Regions from separate parts of the Mus musculus genome. Here all the other regions are linked to region 1. A link is a contact called in public promoter capture Hi-C and targeted proximity ligation data. All regions are on one chromosome and are shown on one strand. The core of a region is the stretch at or near the end of the contact, and the rest is flanking DNA. Distances in the headings are between cores, read along the strand shown.

Region 1 (4,824 bases), core at 918-3,417:
GTGTGCACCACCACTCCGGCAATCTAGCTCAGGGCCTAGTACATTTGGTGACTATTCTTTTGGTTGGTGCAGCCCCAAGCCTGCTGTTCTCTTTGCATATCGCAGGTCCCACCGTGGTACACCCTTGATTGGTGGGTTTCTAATGCTCATCTCCATTGTCTTTAAGCAAGTGGGAATGTTACCAACTTGAACTCTACTCACAGCAGCCCTGGTTGGGCTGTCCGTTTACTCCTGTCTTCATTGGGAGTCCGCTGTAGCCCATTCTTGGGGCCTTCTCACTTGGTCTTTTCTCGGCCTTCCAAGCTTCTGCTGTGAAGCACTTATTGGGGTTCCCTGTCAGCTGTCAGTCATCCCTCTGAGCTTTAAAACTCTAAAAAAATTATCATTAAAGTTATCTGTGTATTGTGATAATCCATCTTTTGAAAAACAAACAAACAAACAAACAAACAAATACAAAACAGCTTTCTTGACTTTATTATATTCCATCGTTAACATGCACAAAAGACAACAGTCTTGCTCCTTATGCATAGTCGTGTCCCAGGCCAGCCTTGAACTCATGGCAATATCCTGCCTCAGGTTTCTGATGGATGACAGTATGGACACGACCAGCACACCTACTTCACTCACTTCTATCTTTTGGGCAGGCCAAACGAACATCTGTTTGGATGTTTGTTTCCTCTCCTCTAAGCCGGAAAAGCTTCACTCAACACTCCTTGAGTCTGGAGTTTGTGGAATGAAGAAAGGCTGCTCCTGATGGATGCCAGGACAGAATGAGAGGAGTATACGATGGGAGGGACTATGGGAATGTATTACCCCCTGCACCAGGTACTTCCTTTGGACCAGTGTCATGTGGAGCTAGGGAGCCCAAAGTCTTGAAAGGGTCATGGAAGAGGCCAAACAGGGCCACTAGCTAAGCATGTATGTCTTGACCATTTTATCTCTCTTACCCTCAGACTCTTCATTTTGAAGTTAGCTATAACAATATCATAGGATTGTGGTGAGACTTTAGCGAATAGGGCCTTTCTTCCTACTATACTCCCTTGGTATCAGTGTCTCTCTTGCCTGCAAGTGGTGTACTACTGTCAAATCAATCGCGGGCTTTTATTGCTTTCATGTTTCCCAACCAGGCTTGTGAACTCTTTCTCAGTCGAAGACAAGAAAGGTGTCCAGTTTATCCTGGCACCCTCCCCAGAAGCCACTCCCGCGGCACTTAGCACGAGGAAGAAAGCAGAGATTCCACCGTTCTTTTCCAAGATGACCAAGTTGAAAGGATTCAGAGCCCTGGTTAAACAGAGACCCACTCCTGGCTCCTTTCTCTAGGAAGGTTTCAGGAAAGCAATAAACAATATGGATCTCTTAGACAATGTGAGATACAGGAGACTTGAGTCCCATCTAGCCAGGCAGAAATATCACCTAGTCATGACAGCCCAGGAGGGGGCCTTGTTTAGCCGGAGGCCGAGCGTTGTTCACCATAACCGCTGCGCCTCCTTTGTGCGAGCATCAGGTGCAAATCCCCGGCCGAGCGCGTTGGCGCTCTGAAGCGCGCAAAGAAAAGCCCAGCTGCCGCCCCCGCCCCCCCCCCCGCCCCCCGCTCTCCCCTCCCAGCTTCTCAGAGATCTACTCCCGCTTCCCCGGCTCCAGGCAGCGAAGGGAGGAGGAGGAGGTCAGACACGTCGCCGACCGCCCAGCAGGGCTTAACTCCATGCGGGCGGGCGCGAGGGAGGGGGAAGCCGCGGACCCGCCGCTCCAGCCCGCTGGCCTTCGAAAGATCCTCCTGGGCCAATGGCAGGCGGGGCGACGAGCCCTGATTGGTGCAGGCGCTCTGCTGATCACTGTGGAAACCCGGGTGGCGGGGAACTCGGGAGGATGCGGAGCCGGGAACGGGGGGAGCCAGAGGGGTGGGGGGAGGAGGCAGCGAGGCCCTGAGCTATCCTGGAGTTTTCACCGGAGGCAAAAGTCCACAGCAGGCGGGCCTAGGGTGGGCGGAGGAAGGGGACCGCTTGGGGGCACTGGGAAGCCAGGGGTACTCCTGAGGGAAGGCAGGGGTACTGGCTAGCTAGTGAAGGCGAGGAGGAGCGAAAGCGAGGGGAGGAGGCACGGTGGGAGGAGGAGTAGAAGACAAAAGCCGAAAGCGAGGAGGGCGCCGACCGCACACTGCGGCCAGGAGAGGGACCGTCGGTGTTGCGAGCCGCGGGCGCCCGGAGGCCGTAGCGCACGGGGCATCCGGGTAGACTGGCAGCATGGGGAAGGGAGGTAACCAGGGAGAGGGGAGCACCGAGCGCCAGGCTCCGATGCCCACCTTCCGTTGGGAGGAGATTCAGAAGCACAACCTGCGCACCGACCGGTGGCTCGTCATCGACCGCAAGGTCTACAACGTTACCAAATGGTCCCAGCGGCACCCGGGGGGCCACCGTGTCATCGGACACTATTCGGGAGAAGATGCTACGGTAAGAGTCTGGGGGTGCCAGCCACTCTTGTCTGCTGCAGGCTGGTGTCAGGAGCCCGGGGTCCCTGGGCGCCAAACAGATCCCCGGTTCTTAAAGGAGCGCAGGACGTTCAGCAGGGAAAGAAAGTGTACCAACTGCCCTCACCTCCCTCCTGGAATCGTTCTCCTCTGGGTCAACTGGGCAGACTTTGGCCGAGCCTTTTGGACGCCAGGCCTTAGCACCTCTGTGGAAGTCCCATCAGTGGTAAACTGTGCCCGGTGCATGTTCACAGCGCATACTGCGCGCTGTTCCAGCCGGAGCCTGGGACTCTCCAAAGGGGGCGCTCCAGCCTTCGTGTTCGGCGCTCCCCAAGTGGAAGATGGCCACCCTTGGGCGCCGGGGAGAGGAGCCTGAGAGCGGGCAGCCATATGTGGGACTCTCCTGCCAGACCAGGGGGCGGAGAAGGAAAGCTGGTTCCTGGCCAGGACTCGCTCCTGCTTGGACTCCTGTCTAAGAAGGTCCACAATGGCTGCCCGACAGAGACTTCCTAGTAGTTCAGATTCCCACGCTCCCGAGGATTATCCCGACTCACTCCAAGTGCCAGCCTTCTGGGAAATCCTGGTGGGGAATTGGTGGAAGGCGAACGGGCTGGATTTTGCAAAATTCAGGTCCGCAGGGGATCTAGAAGGTGAATCTAAGACTGGCTTGGCAACAGGTCCATCTGCCTCTGGGGTTACTATCGGACATTCAACTCAATGGCCCTCTGTTTTTAGATCCTGCCAGGATCACCCTTCCCCTCTTGCACTCATGGAGGTTGTTGAAGTCTCTGAGACCTCTGTGGAACGGAGGCTATCCTATATTGCACAGTACCCCATACCGTGCCTGGCCCCACCCCCAACCATAAAGTGATTGTGTAGTCAGGTGGGTAAGAGGAGAAACAAAGTCAAAGAGGAAAGCCAGACCTTTCTTGGCACCTTTCTTGGTGGGCTGAAAGCAGAGGAAAAGATGTAGCTGGAGAGAGCTTGGGAAAGACGAGTGGGAGGAGGCTGAGAAGAGGGATAAACTTATCAGACCGCACTCCACATCAAAGTCCAGGATGCTGACTTGAGTGTGGGCTTTTCTTGTGCAAGTTTGATAGTTTCAATTCTTACCTTCCATGTCTTTTCTTTTTGAGATCAGCCTAGGTAGCCATACCCTAATCAATGGACTGGAGGCTTTGGTGAACAGGATGCAATCTTACTCCAGATTGAGGAGAGAACTGGCCACATTCATACTGCCTAAAGACTATTTTCCTTGCTTGTGGAGCCTGCTTAATTATGCCCATGGGGCTGGCGATGCTAACCAGACCTTAGGAGAGTGTAAGCTTTTCACATTCCTTGAGTGTCCTAGCTCTCTTGGACCGCCTCACAACCAGAGAAGACCTTGGTTTCCCAGGGAGAAAACTTCCCAGCCCCTATCTGGGGGATCTTTCCACTGTTTCGGGTGCTGGTGTGTGCATGAATCTGTAGGTGAATTGCAGACGACTCCTCCCCTTTCCAGGCTCTTACCAAAAAGTTTCCTAAAAAGTAAAACAACAAATGTGATTGGTTTGATCCGATTATTCCATATTGTGTGATAAGTGGGTTTTCTTGTGTGGAAGCTCAGCCCAACAACAGCCTTGAACTTTATAGTTTATTTAAGAAGCCAGACGTATTTCATCCTTGTTTTGGAAATTCTTAGGGTTTCCCTGACTCAGTTTTCTCCAAATGTCTATGTTCAGATCTAACCCAGCAGATACCTGGATGGCTTGCTCTTATGTTCTGAAAGCCTTATGTCCTCTTCCACATTTCCTGTGTCATTTTCATTGGTTCTGAGTCTGGTGTCTGGGATGTTAATTGTCCCATGATAAGAAAGGTAAGGTGGGAGTCAGGGTAGGCCGCAGATGTGATCCCTGGGCTTGTTGCAGAGAATCACTTAGTGGACACACACACACACACACACACACACACACACACACACACACACACCGCCACCCCCAATCCCTCATCTATTCCAATAAGATGAGTGTGGCAAAGCTTGCTGTAAACAGTGAGCCCCAGACAGACATGAGAGGAACAAAACAGCTAGCATGTAAAGTACTCGCAGAGAAACGGAGCAAGCTCATTTGATGACACGACATGAAAGCTTACTGTCTTCCCAAATAAGACACAAAACACACTTGATGGAGACAGAGTTGGAGATCAGTGTAGAAAGAGCCGTGAGGTTTTCTTTGGCATCCCCCTGTTTCTTCTTAAACTGAGATCAGATTGGCAGAAGGCCTTGGACAACTAGGAGATCTTCAAAGGGAGCTCCACGAGATGTGGGGACCCCTCCCCAGGCTGTTTCTCAGGGAACTTTGCCGCTTAGGGGTCTTGCCTTC
Region 2 (4,824 bases), core at 843-3,342, 1.3 Mb after region 1:
TCAGGTGCTAAGTGCTGTGTCAGGGTGGGGGTGGGGGTGGGGGAGCAGCAGCCCAGCTGATGTCAGACTTTCAAATGAGCAGGGTCTTCCGCAGTGGGGACAGACTCTAATGCAGGGGCTGTCACAGGCCCAGACCACCCCATTTGAGAGGGGAGCCTGCTTCTGCCTCAGGCCCTTTGGGGAGCTATCTAGTTTAGACTAAGGACTTGTACAATGGCAGGGGCAGGTAGTGAGAGAGCAGCAGTGAGGGTGTGCACAGGGGATGCAAACAGCAGACTGACTCCCCCACTGTCCAGGCAGTTGGTATGCGCCAGAATCAGCAGCTCCTTCTAGCATCCTTCATCCTTCAGGTACCAGCCATCTGGGCAGAACTTAAGCTGTGGAGACTGAGACCACCCCTCCAAGGATCTCGTCTGAGCATCTCTAGTGACCTTCTCTGCATTAACTGTCAGTGCTACGGATATTTTTAGCTCCAAGTCCTGGCAGGGTGGGGCACCTATCTGAGGCAGGGTTTGGTGCCCCCTCCCCACTGACCCTACATCCCTGGCTGCCGCTGCTGTTACTTCAGGTGAGTAGAAAGCAGCTTTTTTTCTCTTCAGGGCTTGAGGGGGGACAGGTGGCTGATGTGATTTCATCAGGGTGGGGCTCTTTCTGACTGAGGCTTTCATTGCTGGTAACATATTTGGCTCAAAGACTTAAAATCCTTAAATCGTTTGTATAATTTGATGACCAGGACCCAGGGGTTAGGAGAATATTTCATTTTATCTTCTCCATTCTCCCTACTTAAAAAAAAAAAAAAAAAAGAAAGAAAAAAAAACCTGGGATGGCCACTGGAGAATGGGGGCACAATCCCAGGTGTGTGGTTGTGAAGAGCTGAGTGTTTCAGCTGACTGTCTTTACTCCAGGATGAAAGGGGAGACCCCCGTTAACAGCACTATGAGTATTGGTCAAGCACGCAAGATGGTGGAACAGCTTAAGATTGAGGCCAGCTTGTGCCGGATAAAGGTGGGTGCGACCCTGGCTCCCATCAGCCCTTCAGGGCTCAGCTGTGGGTTTGCAATACCCTCCCCTCCCCCCTCCCCCCAAGAAAAGATGCTTCTTTTCTTGACACCCTGAGGTCAGTGGCAGAAACTGGGCTTTGTCAGCAAAGTTGTTCCCGAGGACTGGCGTTGGGGGAGAGGGCTGTCTCAAAGGGCACTAGAAACAAAAAGATAGTCTATTGGAGAAGAGAACTGCAGTCCCTTTCAGGAATTCTGGTTAATGTATCCCTTCCTGGCTGGGTTCCAGGTGTCCAAGGCAGCAGCAGACCTGATGACATACTGTGATGCCCACGCTTGTGAGGACCCCCTCATCACTCCTGTGCCCACTTCCGAGAACCCCTTCCGGGAGAAGAAGTTCTTCTGTGCGCTCCTCTGAAGAGCGGTGGACCTCCTCTGAACTCATCGCCCCCTCCCAGACCCGCCCTTAGATTGGAAATTGTAGTAGATCACTTCTACCCGCATTTACCCGGAGATTATTTGAAGCACAAGGCCCTCCTTACCCATGTCTACCCCATCTCCTCACCCTTTCAGGCTAACTCCAAGCACCTTCTACTCTATCTATAAAGGGACCCCGCTAAACTGCCAAAATCCTGCCTGTTTCCCTCGGTGATCCATCCGTTCAGGCAATGGAGAGGGGGATGCCCGGGTGCTCACCTGGAGCTATGAAAGGTAAAGGCATTTGAAGAATAAAGTCATTCAGAGCCTCAGAGGACAACGTCTGTGTTAGCGTTCTTGGGAAAGAGGATCCTTAATCGATACACTTGCCATATCCAGGGAACAGGGCCAGTCGAGCCCGTTAGACATTGTAAGGATTGGAGATCGCAAAGTATAAGGTGCCCGAGCGCCCCCAGTGGGGGGTTGTTAAAACGAGCGCTCAGAAGCCGCGGAGCATTCACACGAGCGCGCAACGTAAGCGGCGAGAACCACACAAGGGCGAGCAGGGTGGGTTTCCGCAGGCCCAGGGACAGCAGCCCCGGGGGGAGGTGGCCCGAGAGGCCGTGGGGCGGGACAGGGCGACTCGGCGCGGCAGCCAATGCCCAAGATGGCGGCTGCCTGTTCGTACCCGCATGGAGGCACGCGCCGAGGGTGCTCTTAAAATGGCGGTCCCCAGCGTTCCCAATAGGGAACGATCCCTTATGCGATCCTCTGGTCTTAAAATGGCTGCCCCTGCCCTCTCAAAGTCAGAGTCAGGTTCTCTGTCCCATAGAATCTGGAACTAGACATGCTTTGGAGACCAATCACGGGGAGTGGGGATGGGGAGACACCTAAAGCAGTCATGGGTTCTTAAGTTCAGTGTGGTGACCAACACTCCGGAGGTGTTGGACACACACAGAGGCAGATGGATCTCTGAGTTCCAAGCCAGCCACGACGACACACAATACACAATGAAATCCTGACTTAAAACAACCAGTCACTAGGACTGGGACCCAAGAAGCCCAGAGTGAGTTTTGCATAAGAATCTCGCCTGAGTAGAGGTTCCCTTTGAGGTGTATGTAATAACACAAATGTGTTAAACAGGCCATCTTGGAGCACCCTGTTCCTTGGTCTCTGTGGGATCTAAATAAGTAATAAATTTGTTTTCTTGTTGAATTGGGGCTTTTTTATTTTCTCCTCAAGGTAACTGAAAACATCACAAGGGTTCAGAATGTCGTCTGACTGGAAACCATGTCTCAAGAATGCCTCCTAGAGTGAGATCCCGGCAAAGGGTTAGGGGATCCAGGCCACCGCCTAGAAGCTTTTTGGTCTGAGTGAACGTACATATATGTTTTGGATCCTGGGCTACATTTAAATGTCCTAGTTGTTTTGTTTTTGTTTTTATTCTTTTTGGTTTTTCGAGACAGGGTTTCTCTGTATAGCCCTGGCTGTCCTGGAACTCACTTTGTAGACCAGGCTGGCCTCAAACTCAGAGATCCGCCTGCCTCTGCCTCCCTGAATGCTGGGATTAAAGGCGTGCGCCACCATGCCCGGCTGTTCTAGTTTTAGGTGACAAATCGTTCTGGGTAGGAAGGTCTAACTATTCCCTGGGTGTCATAACCAAATGGCTGAACAGGTACAGGTGTTTGACTGCAGGCCCAGTGAGTTTCAACCATCAAGGTGGTGGGGGAGAACTCAAGAGTTTTTCTGACTCCACAAGAGTACCCTGCACACTCTCTCTCTAGAGCGCGTGCATGCGCACACACGCAGACTTCAGTATTTTATAACCTTTGCTCCTTCTTTCTTGTGAAAACCCCAGGAAGGATCCTTGTTATAATCCCTGCCTGCTTACAATGTCTAGAATGCAATAGGTGCCTAATACCTAATGAATGTTTTTTTCTATGTGTATATGCTTAAACTGTACACAGGGAGTAGCAAGAGACTAAAAAGACTAATCTCTATCAGCTCAGATGTGGTAAAAAGCCAAAAGTGCTTAAAATGTGTTATTAGGTTAATCCTTGCCCTACCTTATCCTCTAAAATACCCATCTTAGTTTTCTCATGCAATTTGATACCTATTCAAATTAGGAGTGACTATCTGGTTGAGGAGAACCAGGCCTAGCAACTCGTACAGACAAGGTGTAAGCTGTTTCAGAGTAGGGCTAGAAGAGGGTTCTCAAAGGAGTCACATGGTGGCTTACAAACTGACCTTAACTCCACTTCAAGAGGATCCAATGCCCTCTTCCTACTCTGCATGCACCAGACACAAGCATGGTACACACAGATATATGCAGACAAAACATTCATGGGTATAAATCTTAGGAATAGACCATCAGTGGATTGAGACAGGGTCTGAACTCCTGATCCTCCTGCCTCCCAACTCCAAGTGCTCAGATTACATTCATACACCAGTATAAGCTACTGTTGTTTTTGAAACAGGGTCTTGCTCTGTAGGCCAAGTTGATCTGGAATATTCTGGTTTTGAATTCATAGCATTTCTCCTGTCTTGGCCTATCTAGTGTTAGGACAAAGGCATTCGATATCACGTCAGGCTGAACACTAATTATAATCAGCTCCAAAATGCCAATAATGGAGCCTAAGATGGTTCAGTGGGTAGAAGTTCCTGTCATCAAGTCTGATGACTGGATTCAATTCCTGAGTCCTAAATGGTAGAAAGGAGACTCCCAAGTCATCCTTCGATCTTCACAGGTGTACTGTGGCTCATGCGTGCTAACAGGCAAAAAACCCAAAGTCCTCCTGAGCCTGGTATGGTTGCAGCCTAGGCTACAATAGCCAATACCCAGCTTCAAAACAACAAACACAAAACAAAGTTTCTGTAGCTTTCATTCTTCAAATTCAATAGAAAAATGAAGACTTTCCTTCTTAGGTAATATCACATACTTAATGGATTTCATAAACAAAACATCAAAAATCTAACTGATTATTTTAGCAGAGCCCAAGAGTTAAATTTTCCATTCTAATGGCTCAAGATCTTAGTACAAGAGGGATAGAGAGATGGCTCAGTGGTTAGGAGCACTGGCTGTTCTACTGGCTGTAGAGAATCAGGATTCAGAGTTCCTAGCACCACCATTTAAAAGGATTTTTTTTGTGTGTGTCTATTTTAAAATTTTGTATTTATGGTTTTGTTTTTAAATGTTGTGTGGTTCAGATACACCAGAAGAGGGCATCCGATTCTATTACAGATGGTTGTAATGTGCCATGTGGTTGCTGGGAATTGAACTCAAGACCTCTGGAAGAGCAGTCACTGCTCTTAAACCACTGAACCATGTCTCCAGCCCTAGCACCACCATTTAAGCTCACAACCATGGGACACTGCAGTTCCAGGGGATCCAATGCCCTCTTCTAGCCTC
Region 3 (4,824 bases), core at 1,436-3,935, 1.2 Mb after region 1:
CCCGCTTAGTAGGGGGCTCCTGGCTGGGAGAAGAAGGAACAGGACCTGGGTCTGTTGCTGGTGGGGATGACCGAGAACCCACACTACCACCATACTGAAAGACAAAATGGAACACTACCTCAGAGGGAGCACACTAGTCTAGCATGTATAAAGGGTCACCCTCCAGTACATGGGCCAAACACACACACACACACACACACACACACACAGAGGTTTGGCAGTTCACAGCTTTTAGTTAGAGTACTTGGAAGGCTGACGCAGGAGAATACTATGAGTCTGACACTAGTCTGGGCTAGAGTAAAATTGCCTCAAAAAAATCATGCTAAGCACACTTTAAGGAAATTAACCCACATACTCCACTATACCCAGACTTTCTAATCACCCACCTTCTTGGCTCTCTCTGCTTTGTCCCTTTCAATTTTTTCTCGAACCCTTTGTCTAGAATAGAGACAGGAAGAAAATAGGTCAGACATGGACAAGGCAAATCTTCATTTCTTTCCCAATTAGCGACCAATGAGACTTCAGACCTGGCAGCTAACTCTTCAGCCTTTTCCCTCCTGCGCTCCTCCGCAGCCCGGCGCATCTCATCTTCCTGCAGTTTCTGTCGTGCAACTGACAGCTCTTGCCCTTGTCTCCTCCGCTGCTTTTCTCGTTCTAAAGCTTCTCGCTCCTCTCTTTCTTCACGTTCCCGCTGCTTTTGTGCCACAAGTTCCAACATTCTGTTTTGCAGAGAAGAAAGAGGTAAAGTTGGACATGGAGTGGGAAGGTGAGTTTAGACTGAGAAATTAACAAAATAAGGGAATACGGGCTCCAAGACAGAGGAAAGGAAACAAAACCAAAACAGTAATATAAAGAGGACAAGCAGGGCCAGACCTGGTGACACACGCCTTTAATCCCAGCACTTGGAAGGCAGAGGCAGGCAGATTTCTGAGTTCGAGGCCAGCCTGGTCTACAGAGTTAGTTCCAGGACAGCCAGGACTATACAAAGAAACCCTATCTTGAAAAACCAAAGAGGACAAGCTAGGTGGTAGCAGTGCACGCCTTTATTCTCAGTGTTCAGAAGGCAGAGACAGGTAAATCTCAAGTTTGAGGCCAGCCTGGTCTACAGAGCCAGTTCCAGGACAGTCAGGGATAGAGACTCTTGGCTTGAAGAAAAAAAAAAAAACAGAACAAAGCCAAAAAAAAAAAAAAAAAAGTGTAGTTTAAAGGTAGAGCACAATATATCATGCATAGACCCTTGTGGGTTTTTCTTTCTTTCTTTCTTTTTTTTTTTTTTTGGTTTTTCTGTTTAGCCCTGGCTGTCCTGGAGCTCACCTTGTAGACCAGGCTGGCCTCGAACTCAGAAATCCGCCTGCCTCTGCCTCCGAGTGCTGGGATTAAAGGCGTGCACCACCACGCCCAGCGTGGGTTTTTCTTATTGTTGTTGTTGGTTTTGTTTTTAAAGAAAGGGCATAGTGATGCATATCTATAATCCCTGCATTTGCAAAGGAGAGGCAAGAGAGTTGGGATTTCAGGGGAATCTGCAGCCACACAGGAGTTTGAGACCAGTCCTGAGCTATGTGAGATGTTTCCTGGTGACTTGCAGCACACCCTCAAAACCGGAAAGGTCAGGTTCTATGATCAGACTTGTTTGTATTTGAGAGGAAGGAAGATGACCCATGACCCTTGGTAAAGTGTGTCACTGGGCTATGGTGGCCCAGGCCTGTAATCCCAGCACTAGAAGAATGTGGCTTCGAATTTAGCCTAGGCCGCATACGGGGTTCCAGCGCAGCCTGAGGTACACAGCTGGACTGCGTCTCAAAAAAATAATGCAAGGCACAGTGAAGGCCACATCTCAGCACTCTGGAGGCGGAGGCAGGAGGATCCGGAGTTCAGCCTGGGCAAGAGTTAGGCAGACTCCAAACAAAACACACACACACACACACACACTGAACTTGCCAGTCACCTCTTGGTCTGTTCTTGTCTCTCCTCTTCAGTCAAAATGGGTCTGCTTTCTCCAGCAGCAGACCCAGAGCCTGCAAACAAGCAACCAGGATTAGTATTTAGAATAAGATCATTCTGATTTTCTCGGGGCCCTTTCAAGGTCTCTAGAATCACAAGATGTCTCCCAGTCAGGACCTTCAGGGCCAACTTGCTCTGAGGGCGTGGGTTCTCGTCCCAGGACATGGCTGAGGGGAGTCTCCAGAGGCTCATCCACATCGGGGTCGTCTTCATGCTCCATCAGCCTGCGCGGAGAAAGTAGGCAGGGGTTGGTTAGCCTGGAGGCCACCTTGCCCAGCGGCTCCCAAACTCCCGCCACCCGTGCGGGTCGCCCGCTCACCAATCCATCGCAGCCTCGATGCCCTGGTTCCCTGTGAGGGCCAGAGCCTTCTCCCTGGGGGCAGAAACACCGTGAATAGCGCCCACCAGCCATGGTGACAGTCAGGCCGGCCAGGCCCGCGGCCTCCCACCACCGGCTAGGGGGAGGCTCCCTTACGCGCGTCCCCTGGGAAAGCCCATCTCGATGAGGCTCTCCAGAGCCGTCAGCTCCGCCATGGCGCCCGCCTCCGCCTCCGCGGGGACCTGCGGGGACCAGAAGGAAGACCGCAAGGGTCAGCCCGGGGCGACTCCGCCCGCGACGCCGCCCTCCCGGCGCTCGCTAACTCACGGGGCGGGAGACCCAGGGACGAGGGGGGAGTAGACAGTGAGTGGGGAGAGCGGAGGGGAAGCGGAAGTGCCCGGTCTGTTTGTGTCACGTGGAGGCAGGGTGGACGGGTGCCGAAGAGAGCCAGAAATGTCCTTCCTGGTGGGCGGGGACTTTGAGGAGGGACAACTGACAGGAAGGAGACCCACCCACGGGGAAGAAGCTCCAGACAGGCTTGAGCCGGTTTGCAGGCTTTTAGGATTCTAAAAGAGAGCCTGGCTATGGATCGGCGGGTAAAAGCACCTGCCTTCAAGCCTAATTATGTGAGTTCGATTCCTAAGACCCACGAGGTTGAGCACAGAGGAAAAAGGATTCCTGTTAGTTGTCCTCTGACCTAAGCACACGAGTCGGGGCGTTCATGATAAACAGTAAAAGTTTATCTCTCTCTCCCTCTCTTTCTGTCTTTCTCTCTCTTTCTTTCCTTTTGGTGTTTTGAGACAGGATTTCTCTGCATAGTCCTGGCTGTCCTGGAACTCGCGCTGTAGACCAGGCTGGCCTGCAATCCAATGAGATCCACTTGCCTCTGCCTCCGGAGCGCAGTACTGGGATCAGAGTGTGTCGCCACCACCTCCTTGCATTTTTTAATTTTCCGTTTTCTCTTTTACTTCTCTTTCTGTCTTTTGGCACCAAGACCAGACAGGCCTCAAACTCAGAAAAATCTGCCTGCCTCAGTCTTCCAAGTGCCAGGACTAAAGTTGTGTGCCACCACACCCATCGGTGATGTATGTAAAAGAAGTTGGGAGGAGAATAACTCTTATATATATTATTAGTAAGTTATTTATCAGAGTCTAGGGAGTAGGTCTAGTGGTGATTTGGTCTAGCATGCTTGAGTCTATGTTCATCATCATTGTTATCACTGTCTTTGTTTTTTGAGACAAGATCTCATTATGAAGCCTTGGCTGTTCTGGAACTTTCTAAATGGATCTGGCTTTAGAGACTGATCTCAAACTCAAATATCAGTCTGCCTCTGCCATCCAGAGTGCAGGGATCAAAGGCCAGAAACATCTTGCCCAGCTATCTTTTTTTTTTTTTTTTTTTTTTTTTTTTTTTTCGTTTTTGGTTTTTCGAGACAGGGTTTCTCTGTGTAGCCCTGGCTGTCCTGGAACTCACTTTGTAGATGAGGCTGGCCTCGAACTCAGAAATCCACCTGCCTCTGCCTCCTGAGTGATGGGATTAAAGGGGTGTCTCACCACGCCTGGCTTGCCCAGCTATCTTAAAACCTTTCTTTTTTTAAAAAAAGATTTATATTTATTCCATGTAAGTACACTGTAGCTATTTTCAGACACACCAGAAGAGGGCATCAGGTCTCATTGCATATGTTTGCGAGCCACCATATGGTTGCTGGGATTTGAACTCGGGACCTTCGGAAGAGCAGCCAGTGCTCTTAACCACTGAGCCGCCCTTAAATTAAATCTTGATTTCAGAATACCCTGGTCTCTATGAGACCTCAAAAACCCAAATCTTAGGCCTTTGAGATGGTTCAGTTGGTAAGACACCTGAGCTGGATCTCTGCAACCCTCGTTGGAAGACGAGAACCTGCTTCTCCACGTAGTACTTTTGTCCCCTGACGCTTAACCAACAAGGATGACATGCAGGCTCCACTTCCATCATACGTCAATAAATGTGATCATAACTAAAAGGAAAAATGAGGCTGGATGTGGTAGTGCACACCTTTGATCCCAGTACTTGGGTGACAAAGGCAGTTGAACTCTGAGCTCAAGGCCGTATGGTCTACAGAGGGAATTCCAGGACAGTCAGATTCACATAGTAAGACCCTGTCTCCCATCTATCCCCTCTCCCAAAACAACTTTTGAAATCAAGGTGTACAGCAGTGTTTATCAGGAGCCATAGATAATTCATACTTGGACCTGCTCACACTGTTGAAGGGGATCTATTGCCAAAGGGATCTTGGTGCACGGTTTTAGTTTGAGAGCAGGATAAGTGATAGTGACAGTGATACTTGGCTGGACAGTATGTACGTGCTAGTGTTGCTGTGCAATGTCTTGTCCAGCTACTCTGTACATGATATAAAACAGGCCTTGGTCCTCTGGGCTTGCAGTACCGGCTCTCTGCCCAAAATGTCCTGACTCTTCCCTCACCTTAGGTAGCTCTATAGCATTTCTCATTTCTTTAGACTACCG
Region 4 (4,824 bases), core at 700-3,199, 1.2 Mb after region 1:
AGGCAGGCGAATTTCTGAGTTCAAGGCCAGCCTGGTCTACAAAGTGAGTTCCAGGACAGCCAGGGCTATACAGAGAAACCCTGTCTCGAAAAAACAAAAACAAACAAACAAACAAAAAAAGAAGGTTTAGTAGCTAAGAGCACTTGTAGCCACGTGTAATTACCTAAGCTTGATTATCCAGGACCCACATGTGGGACGGAGAAAAGCAACTCATTCCATACATGTACAGAGGTAAACTCACATACATGTGCACACAACTCACACTGGGAAAATAAACGTTAAAAACAGAAAACTCATTTTAAAAAAGGGGGAAGTCAGGCATAATGATGCACACCCTTTAATCCTAGCACTTTGAGGCAGAGGCAGACAGAGGCAGAGGCAGATGGATCTCTTACAGGTTTGAAGCCAAGCCTGGTCCACATACATAGTGAATTCGAGGTCAGACAAGCCTAGATTGACAAGACCTTGTCTCATTATATAAATGAATAAGAAGGGGGTTGGGGCAAGGCAACACAGAAGATATGGTTCTTCTAAGCAATAAAACCAAGAAAGGGCTTATCATACACAGTTATCCAGCCTCCATATCTACTTGGAAGGTAAAAGAAAGTTACCATATAGTGAGGTGAATGCAGGTCCTGTTTGATCCCCAGAAGCACCAAAAGGAAATTGTGAAGGGGATCAGTTAATAAAGTTCCCTAGAAGCAGGAAATTTTGGAAAGCTGGCAGGCAGCCACCAGTAGTGAAAAAAGGCAGCCAGCAAAGTGAGAAAACACTAGGAACTAGCGTGCTAGGCTTTGGAGGAAGAAGTACCTGTAAGACAAACAGAAGACAATGCTACTAGAAAAATCTAATCAGAAGGCATTGATACAGCCTGGGTCCTGAGGAATGGCTACTTATGTAGCGGTAGTGAGCAGTTTAGCTCGTAAATACTCCCTGGAACCCTATCTTCAAGTCTTTAAAATAGGTTTGGAGAGATGTCAGTAAGGAAATGATTGGTAAAGAATATTTTCAACATGACTTGTTGGCTCTAGGAATGCCTTAAGCATCCCAAACGAGAGGTGTTCATGAGCTAAGTCAAGTATGAACTTTAGGGTAAGTTACATCTGTTTATTGGAGAAGAACTTGAGTATATGATTCACCCTTTTTACACTGCTGTCGACAGTACACGCCTCTCCCGACCCTTTACATCCGTTAGGTGTACCGCGCTTTACGGCGCTGATGTGTTTTCAAGCTTTTTTTAAGGTTCTACAAAACTCCAGAGAACAGGCCAAATTATTTGATACATGTTGTGTTTGAGCAACATTATCCATGCAGACTGTGAACTTACTGGACCCTGCCCCAGCCGTGCCCAGCAAATGAACACTAATGAAACTGGCCCAGGCTGGTCGGGAGGGCAAGGAAGGAATACAGGACGATCTGCCCATCGTATTGCTTCCAACCTGAAAAAGGAGCAGTGTGGCAACAGGCTGCTTTTTTACAGGCTGGGATGCATTTCGTCCCCCTACCTGCCTCGACAGCCCTGCGCACTGCAGGAAGGAGACGAAAGCATTGACCACCCCGAACCGCCAAGGGAGAAGGGGCGGCTGGGAGCGGACAAGACCGAAGACAGCACCCAGCTTCAGCCTTTCTAAGCCCGGCGAGATTCAGGAACCCCACAGACAAGGGCCGCAGCGACTCGTGAATCTGCCGCTGGGAGGCTGTAGCCAGAGGCCACCACCACGAGGACAAAGAGCCCGTTGCGAGGCCAGAAGTAGCAGGGTGATGGGAAGGCATACAAAAAGAAGCAATATGGGGCTCGGGGGATCTAGGGCCGTCCGGACGCGCCCCCGGGTTCCGGGCTCCTCACCGCCTCCTACGCGCCGCCACTGCCGCTATTGCCGCCATCTTGTACCGGGTTTGCTCCTTGACCCGAACCTACCCGCCCCTGTGCACGTTGAGCCACGTACCCTAGTGCCCGCCCCTTCCGGCCTTCCGATTGGCTCGTCCAGAGCGCGGCCGGACGTCTATCCCATTGGTCGAGCGCGTTCTTTATTATGAATGGGGCGTGCCTCGACGCCCCGGGCTCTGCGTTCTCAGGCTTTTGGCAGCTTTCCGTGTCAGATAGAAACACTGGACTGTTTGTCTCAACTCGGCAAATTTTATTTAGAAAAAATGGTGGGGTTTGAAAAAAGTGACACCACTCATTACGTACGGACTTAGAAGCATCCACCCTTCTGTAGCACCTTAGGCTCTTCTCTCAGTTTAACCTCGCACAACTTGTAGAGAAAAGGTCAAGTCCCCTGCCGAAGCAGAGTGGATGGCGGAGGTGCTTGAAAGCGGCCAGAGAAGAGCCCCAGGCGATCGATGTTGCGGTGGAGGACACTGTGCAGCACAGACAGATGTGGTCCTCCTTCAGCTCCACCCTCCCTGGCAAAGTCCCGGATGAAGCGGCCACGTTCAGACTGGAAGATGAACTTCTGGGGCAAGGGCCCATGCTCCCGAAGAAAACCCCAGACACTAAGCAGCAACAGACGCACTTCAAAAGGTGCCAGTTGGCTAAATACCTCGTGCATATTACCCAGGGCTGGTGGCAAGAGGCTTCCCTCAGCCATGACAGCCACCAGGATACAGGATGCCTCCAGATGCCAGGGGGAGTGGGTTGTATCAGGGTGTCGAGAGGCTTCCCAATGGCTCAAGAGGGCAGCCAGCAGCCCCCGCAGCAGCACGGAGCAGTAGCACAGGGCTGGGGGAGCAGCTGCTACCAGCTTCAAAAGCTCAAACAGCAGAGGTTGTTCCCGGAAGCGCCTACCAATTCGGAGATCCCGCTCCACGGTGGCTCGTGCATGATCCTCTGGGGGCCAGGCCAGCTCAGCACCAGCTGCATCAGGACACACGCTCTCCACTAAGGTCACCGCAACTGCTTTGGCTGCCTCTGGGCTCAGGGTGGGAGCCCCCCAGCAACCCTCACGCTCGCTGTTCCCTGATGCGCTGCAGCAGTGCACTAGGAGGCTAACGAGGCTCTGGGTGTTATAGATCACTTCTTGATGGTTTCGAGATTGAACAATTTTAGGTGGCTTTAAGCCACGGCCGATAACTCCAGCATGGAAAACTGACCAGATCCCTCCAGGACCCGGCACTGCTGCAGTATGCCTCCGGTTAATGTCCAACAATGAGGCAGAAGCCAAAGGGGTTGAGACAATTGAGAGGGTCTCATTGTCTCCATCCATTTCCCCTCCAAATAGTTCTGTGTTGCCCCGATGTAAGGCTCCCTCTACAAGCAGCTGTAGGACAGCCTTGAGCCCAGCTGGGGAAGTCTGAGAAAGGCGGGTAAGAAGCTGAGAGGCTGAAGCCACACCAGGAGGGCCATGCAGCCTTAGAGAAGAGAAGAAGTGGTGTACTCCAGCTCTCACTAGTCCCAATAGTTGGGAAGGGGACAGGGCTTCAGAAGGAAAGGGACATATTGCAAGGAGGGAGGCAGCAGCTTCAGCTACTTCCTCCTCTGGGTGTAGTAGGAGAGGAGCCAGATCAGCCAGGTGAGCTGAGGCAGACTCCCCAAACCGGGCCCCTAAGGCTGAAGGGCCCTCACCACCCTGCTGCTCCCACCCCACCAACAAGGCCAAATTTCGAAGAAACCGGGCTGTGAAGGGAGGCTGTAAAGTCCCTGCATGCACTCGAGCCAGGCAGCTTCGGAAGGCCAGGGGAAGAAGGCCAGAGAGACTGACCACTAGCCCTGCATATAGCTGGGTTGCCAAACTCAACTCTTCAGGGCTTCTGGCTCTGCTCAGTAGATGACCCAAGGCCTCAGGTCCACAGCTAGGTCGTGTATAGACAGACAGTAGGCCCAGGAGCTGGTGTTGCCAGAGGAAGCGCTTCCGTTCTAGCCGTAATGTCTCTCCACACAGTTCTCCAACATGGTTTCGTAATGCATCAAGAAAGGGCACTGGACGAGGAGGTGGGGGTGGGCCCAGCACCCCTTCTCCAGGAGACCCTCCCCGATGATGAACTAGTTTTTGTAGATGTAGCAATAGCAGCTGGATCAGCCGGTCACAGGCCTCTCTCACGGTGTCTGGCACAGCCAGGCCCTGGGTAGTAATAACTGAAGCAGGCATAGCTGTGTCTACTAAGAACTGCAGCAGGCGGTAGGCACCAGTCCCAGAGGCCTGGCTCACTAGATGCACAGCCAGGTTTAGCATGTTGTCTAGCTCTTCTCTGGGGAACCCCTGCAGGTGTTGTTGCAGCTGGCTTAGCACTGCTGGGGGCTTGAGGCAGTCCACAAGTTCTCCAGATACTGTGCCGAGCAAAGCTGGTGACATGACTGCCAGCTGCAGTAGGAAGGGAACTGTGGCCTGAAGAGAGGGCTCTCCATTCCGGCCCCCAGAACCCCCTGCCAAACTATCATGAAACATGCGCAACAGTTCCCGTCGGATGCTGTCTCCATGGCGGGAAGCCAGGTGCCCTAGGATGCCTACAACTGAGGCAATCTTGGGTACCCGTTTTTCCCCAGGGATGGCAGGAGATCCAGGGAAGGGGTCTGTAGAGGGGGGTTGAGAAGAGTTTCCACAAGCACTAGCTCCTCCTCCAGCCCCACTATGGACACAGAAGTCCTTAAGGCCACAAGATAGGACTCGGGAGATGATGGTGCCAGGAAAAGAAGAGCCAATATGGGCCACAACCCAGTCAAAGTGTGGGGAATGCTGGACAGAAGTGTCTAGCAAGGCATCCACACATGCATCTGGGCAGCTACCAATGAGGGCCGAGAGGCACTGCACATAGATGTCCATTAATGTGCGGGTGGCCCTGCAGCCCATCCACAGCTGCAGCAGTTCATTGAGAGAGCCAGTGGCA
Region 5 (4,824 bases), core at 1,508-4,007, 1.2 Mb after region 1:
CCTTTAATCCTGTCATTTGGGAGACACAAGCAGGGGAATCAGTCTAGTCTACAGAGTGAATTCCAGGACAACCAGAGCTACACAGAAAAACCTTCTCTTGAAAACCTAAATAAATAAATAAATAAATAAATAAATAATAAAAATTAAAAATGAAACCCTACAGGCCAGGTTCTTTTCTTTCTGTGGTAAGGCTCCCAGAGAGGAGTTTTAGAGGAAATCCCAGTCATTCTCCAAATGAGAACATTATTTGTTTCTTCATTTTGAGAGAGGATCTCCCTGTGAAGCTCTGGCTAGCCTGGAACTGACTACCTAGACCATAGACCAAGCTGGCCTAAAACTCTAGAGGAGATCCTCCAGCCATTGTTTCCTAAATGCTGGGATTAAAGATGCACACAATCTCTGCCCAGCTATGCACCGGGAGTGAGTGGTTTGCCTCTTTTGGGTTTCCTCGTGGTTAACATCAGTTTGATGCTCAAGGAGCTGCTGGTGGTGTAAGTTAATGAGTCCAGGAAGGTATGCTGAAGACATGGTGACAGAAGGGCTTTTTGGCTGCTGGTCCCAAACCACACTTCAAAATGGGTTTTCTCAGTATTAAACAAGATTTTGACTCTAAAAAAGAAAGAGAGAGAGAGAGAGAGAGAGAGAGAGAGAAGGAAGAGGAAGAGGAGGAGGGGGAAGAGGAGGAGGAAGAGGAAGAGGAAGAAGAGGAGGAGAAAGAGGAGGAGGAGGGAAGGAAGGAAAGAAGGAAGGAAGGAAGGATTTGACTAAACCTGCTTAGCCCTGTTTTCTAAATTTAATCAGAAATTTTTGGGGTTTTGTTTGTTTGTTGGTTTTGTTGTTGAGTATTTGTGTGTGTGTGTTAGCTTTGAGACAGTCTAACCAAAAGATTCCTAAGAAGAGTTCATTCAATGGCAAGCTCAAATTTTCTTTCACACTTAATTGTCGTTAAAGTTTTGCAATAACTCGGTAATCTACTTCCTAATACTCCTTTGTCTATTTTTAAAGGAAAAAGACATTTTCCCACAAACCTGACTAAAGATGCGGATCACTTTTCATAACATTTGGCAAGCTCTAGTTTAAGCATCACCCCATACTTCAGTGCCTCCCCAGATTCATCATTAACCCTCTTCCTGTTCAATACAGAGCTCCTGAGTGTACCAGAGCCGTACCTGGCGTAGGTGGGGGTAATGACATAGATAGTAGGCAGGGCCTCAGGTTCAGGGGGCTGGGCTGGGACAGGGGGTGGGCGACGGAGATCAGCTTGCAACTGGGATATCCTCAGGTCCTTCTGCCGAAGCTGCTCAGCTGCAGCTCGAAGCGGAGGGAGGCAGTCGCAAGGCTGGCCTGGTACCAGGAAGCACCAACAGGGTGAGCAAGTTGTGACAGAGAACCACAGGATAGTAAGTAGTTCAAAAACCCAGGCCAATTCTTTTTAATTCCTAGCCAATACAGAAATTCCCTTGTAACTTGCTTTTTTTTTTTTTTTTAGAATGGTGTCAGAGACTCTTCACCTTTCACTGTTACTGTGTTACTGTTTTAAGGTAGGTCTTGCTATAATGGCTCCAAGCTGACTGACCTCAGACCTTTAACCCACTGACCTGTTTCCCAAACGGTGTGCCACAACATTCAACTCTTCAATTTTAACCAGTTCCATCTGTCACTCTATTTTTCTTTGCTGGGGCTCCAACCCAGGGCCTTACACTTGTGAGTGTTCTACCACTGTGCTACACCCTCAGCCCTGCCACTATTTTCACTAGTACATTTCGACGATTATCTGTCAGCCTTTCTGTCCTTTCTACCTTCTGATCCTAATTTTACCTTCCACACATAAGGAATATAACAGTCTGAACTAGAGGCTCTCCTGTAATGGCACTACCTGAAAAGCGTTTACCAAGCTCCCACATAAAAGGCTGGATTCAAGGCGCTCCGTGGTCACGTGACCACTGACTTGTCAGTAAGTTCACAGATTCCATTACACGACAAATATTTATTGAATAAAAGGGGGGGGCAGTCCCTACTCCCTAGCTACTTTAGTGGAAGAGGTAGACACTAATAAAGTCATTACAAATTGTGATATGGGCCACTTAGAAAATTAAAAGAGATCAAGACTAATAAGGGTTACTTGAGCTAAGGTGGTCAGGGAAGTCCTGATGTGACATCTGGCCTAAAACCAGGATGAGAAATAGATGGCCTGGAGGTGGGGAGAGCACAGCTGGTCAAAAGCTGGAGGGGACAATGAACCAGGGGGTTCTCAAAAACCTATCAGCAAGCCGGTCTGAGAGGCAGAGCAAGGGGAGGGTGGAAAATAGGTTGCTTGGCGGCGGCGGGGTCATTTGGGGCTTGACCGGTATCCGCGGAGTTGCAGACTGCCGAGAGTTCTACACAAGGGGTCACCGAGGGCTGTCCCGAGGGCTGAGCGAGCGGGAAGCCGCTGTCTGCGGGTCTCATCCCCAGCGCCTTGGGCCGGCCCTCCGCACACCGCCCCGCCCCGCCCCGCTCACCGAGCTGCACCAGAGCGTAGAGGAGGCCGGCGATCGACACCAGGAAGTAGGCAAGAAACACGTTCTTCAGCTTCAGCTTCATGGCCGGTGCCACCGGGGCAGGCGGGGTCCACCGGGACCGGCAGGGACAGGTCCGCCCGGCCCTCCGCCCTCCCGCCGGCCCCGCCCCGGCCGCCCGGGCCGCGCCCCGCCTTCCCCAGGCTCCCTTACTAGTTCCCGGGAACGCGGGACTCTGAGCGACACCTGGGACCACTTCCGGCTAGTGGCGTCCCTCCCACAGGCAGCTTCCGGTCCCGCCTCCTGGTAGGCCATTCAGGGCGTTGACGCTATATCCGCTGGGTCAAGCGGTCGTGGCAGGCTGACCAAGAGCTTGTGTGGCCTAGCTCTATAATCATCTTGAAGCTCCCAATTGAGCACAAGCTCCACCCTTGTCACTGAGTTTTCTAGACTCACTCAACCATCCTTCAGCCTCAGCATTGGCTGCTTAAAGAAACGGTTGTTCATTACTTGTTCAACCAATGAGTGAAATCTAAAACGCACCAGGTGCTTGGCTAGGTCGTTTCCAGTGATTCTCAATCTTCCTAATACTGGGACCCTCTAATACAGTTCCTCATGATTTGGCATCCTCCCCATCATAAAATTCATTTTGTTGCTACTTCAAAACTGTAATTTTGCCGTTAGGAGTTGTGATGTAAATGTTTTCTAATGGCATTCCTGCTGGTCCCTCCTGCTTTGTGCTGATTGTCCTGGTTGTCTGTTAGGTTGTGCCACCGCTGCTTCGTGTTCGCTATCCCTACTCTACCGAACTGAACTGCTGATAGATTCATGAAATGTCTGAGTGGATCAAGCTGCCACTGCTAGCCTGTGAAGTGAACTGCAGATTTCCAGACAACAGACAAAAGCTACTCCAAAGAATCTTTCTAAACATGTCCACATCCCCCGTATCTTTCATTTTCCACAACCTCTGGTGGGTGGTGGACTACAAGGGAGGTTAAAGTGTTTAAGAATCATCATTAAAAATAGGATTTGAAAACAGTTACACATGTTCGTGAGGACCAGAGGACTTTGGAGTTTTAGCCTTGGGACCTCAGGTTTGGTGCTCTAACTGTTGAACCATCTCATCAGCCTTCCAATTTTAGGCCAAAATTATGTCATTACCATGGGACAATTTTTAAAAGTTCCTTCTAGATTTTCCGCTCCACGAGCTGTAGTTTCTTCAGGGTCACCTCTCTTCAGCAAGTGACTACAGAGCTAAAAGTGGGTACCAAGTCTACACTACAACAATGATACTTTATTCACGGATATGTAACAATTTACATATTTAGTCCAGGAAGTAGCTTGTCTAATATGCAGTTTTTCTTTGTCCCACCCCTACCCCCAAACCCCCATCCCCGCCCAAAACAAGGTTTCAGTTTCTCTATTTAACCACCCTGACTGTTCTGGAACTCACTTTGCTAGCTAGGCAAACTCAAGAGATCTGTCTACCTCTGCTGGGATTTAAGGGGCATACACCACCACTGGCCAGCATGTGCACTAGTTTCTATCACCAAAAAAACCTGGGGTAGTGGTACATGTCCGCAATTCCTGGACAACATTGAAAGTGGAGGTAAACTCCACTATATCTCAAGATGGTCAGCATGGCAATGGTGGCACACGCCTTTAATCTCAGCACTTGGGAGGCAGAGGCAGGTAGATTTCAGAGTTCTAGCTTGGTCTACAGAGTGAGTTCCAGGACAGCCAGAGCTATACAGAGAAACCCTGTCTCAAAAAAGAAAGAAAGGAAGAAAGGAAGAAAGGAAGAAAGGAAGAAAGGAAGAAAGGAAGAAAGGAAGAAAGGAAGAAAGGAAGAAAGGAAGAAAGAAAGAAAGAAAGAAAGAAAGAAAGAAAGAAAGAAAGAAAGAAAGAAAGAAAGAAAGGAAGAAAGGGAAAGGGAGAAAAGAAATATAGTCAGCCTAGGCTACCTGGAACCCTGTCCTATTACACAAACTGTTTCTCTTTGCTGAACAATAAATAGTTTCAACATATATTCAATAAAAAAAAACTCACAAAAGAAAATACTATGTTCCTACCAGTAACTATGTTTCTGTTTCAATGTTACATCATAATAAAAACATTTAAAACTCCTTTCATTTAGCTCTGTAAAAACCATTTAGGAATTATCTAGTCACCCTATCATACAAAACAAAATTTCAGAACTTTTTTTCCTGTAACCAAGTATCCACTACTTGTCCTTTCTCCAATCTTCCCAACAATAGTTTTGAGACTTAGTCCAGAATAGCCTTCAACTTAAAAGTCTCAGGATCTCAGGATGTCCTTGAACTAT

Evidence for each region. Promoter capture Hi-C pulls out the DNA fragments that hold promoters and counts their contacts.
Region 2: a contact with region 1 is called in a targeted proximity ligation map of astrocytes, with 4 times the contacts expected there. A contact is called at or near these places in 6 of 39 promoter capture datasets (the C10 cell line, cranial neural crest, embryonic stem cells and 3 more) and 2 of 130 datasets of targeted methods (astrocytes and large pre-B cells).
Region 3: a contact with region 1 is called in a promoter capture Hi-C map of pre-B cells. A contact is called at or near these places in 3 of 39 promoter capture datasets (the SN4741 cell line, hippocampal neurons and pre-B cells) and 4 of 130 datasets of targeted methods (astrocytes, embryonic stem cells, large pre-B cells and 1 more).
Region 4: a targeted proximity ligation map of oligodendrocyte precursor cells shows a contact between it and region 1, with 6 times the contacts expected there. A contact is called at or near these places in 4 of 39 promoter capture datasets (the C10 cell line, cranial neural crest, maxillary cranial neural crest and 1 more) and 2 of 130 datasets of targeted methods (astrocytes and oligodendrocyte precursor cells).
Region 5: a promoter capture Hi-C map of the SN4741 cell line shows a contact between it and region 1, with 5 times the contacts expected there. A contact is called at or near these places in 5 of 39 promoter capture datasets (the SN4741 cell line, cranial neural crest, liver and 2 more) and 1 of 130 datasets of targeted methods (astrocytes).

The regions. Positions count from the first base shown.
Region 1 is chr19:10,098,846-10,103,669 of GRCm38.p6, reverse strand. It overlaps Fads2 (fatty acid desaturase 2), which reads left to right and starts at 2,167. Exons shown (of 12, transcript NM_019699.2): 1 at 2,167-2,447. The coding sequence starts at 2,241.
Region 2 is chr19:8,834,735-8,839,558 of GRCm38.p6, reverse strand. It overlaps Bscl2 (Berardinelli-Seip congenital lipodystrophy 2 (seipin)), which reads right to left and starts at 2,092. Exons shown (of 12, transcript NM_001136064.3): 1 at 1,695-2,092. Gng3 (guanine nucleotide binding protein (G protein), gamma 3) reads left to right here and starts at 313. Exons shown (of 3, transcript NM_010316.3): 1 at 313-568; 2 at 906-1,005; 3 at 1,288-2,630. The coding sequence starts at 907. The coding sequence ends at 1,416.
Region 3 is chr19:8,869,409-8,874,232 of GRCm38.p6, reverse strand. Ubxn1 (UBX domain protein 1) reads right to left here and starts at 2,685. Exons shown (of 9, transcript NM_001362044.1): 1 at 2,477-2,685; 2 at 2,321-2,374; 3 at 2,119-2,225; 4 at 1,946-2,015; 5 at 528-719; 6 at 387-438; 7 at 1-94. The coding sequence starts at 2,535.
Region 4 is chr19:8,895,182-8,900,005 of GRCm38.p6, reverse strand. Ganab (alpha glucosidase 2 alpha neutral subunit) reads right to left here and starts at 1,949. Exons shown (of 24, transcript NM_001293621.1): 1 at 1,847-1,949. The coding sequence starts at 1,884. Ints5 (integrator complex subunit 5) reads right to left here. Exons shown (of 2, transcript NM_176843.3): 2 at 2,116-4,824. The coding sequence ends at 2,271.
Region 5 is chr19:8,918,326-8,923,149 of GRCm38.p6, reverse strand. It overlaps B3gat3 (beta-1,3-glucuronyltransferase 3 (glucuronosyltransferase I)), which reads right to left and starts at 2,757. Exons shown (of 5, transcript NM_024256.2): 1 at 2,502-2,757; 2 at 1,170-1,344. The coding sequence starts at 2,583. Gm36629 (a long non-coding RNA gene) reads left to right here and starts at 1,308. Exons shown (of 3, transcript XR_003952913.1): 1 at 1,308-1,400; 2 at 1,490-1,541; 3 at 1,833-4,551.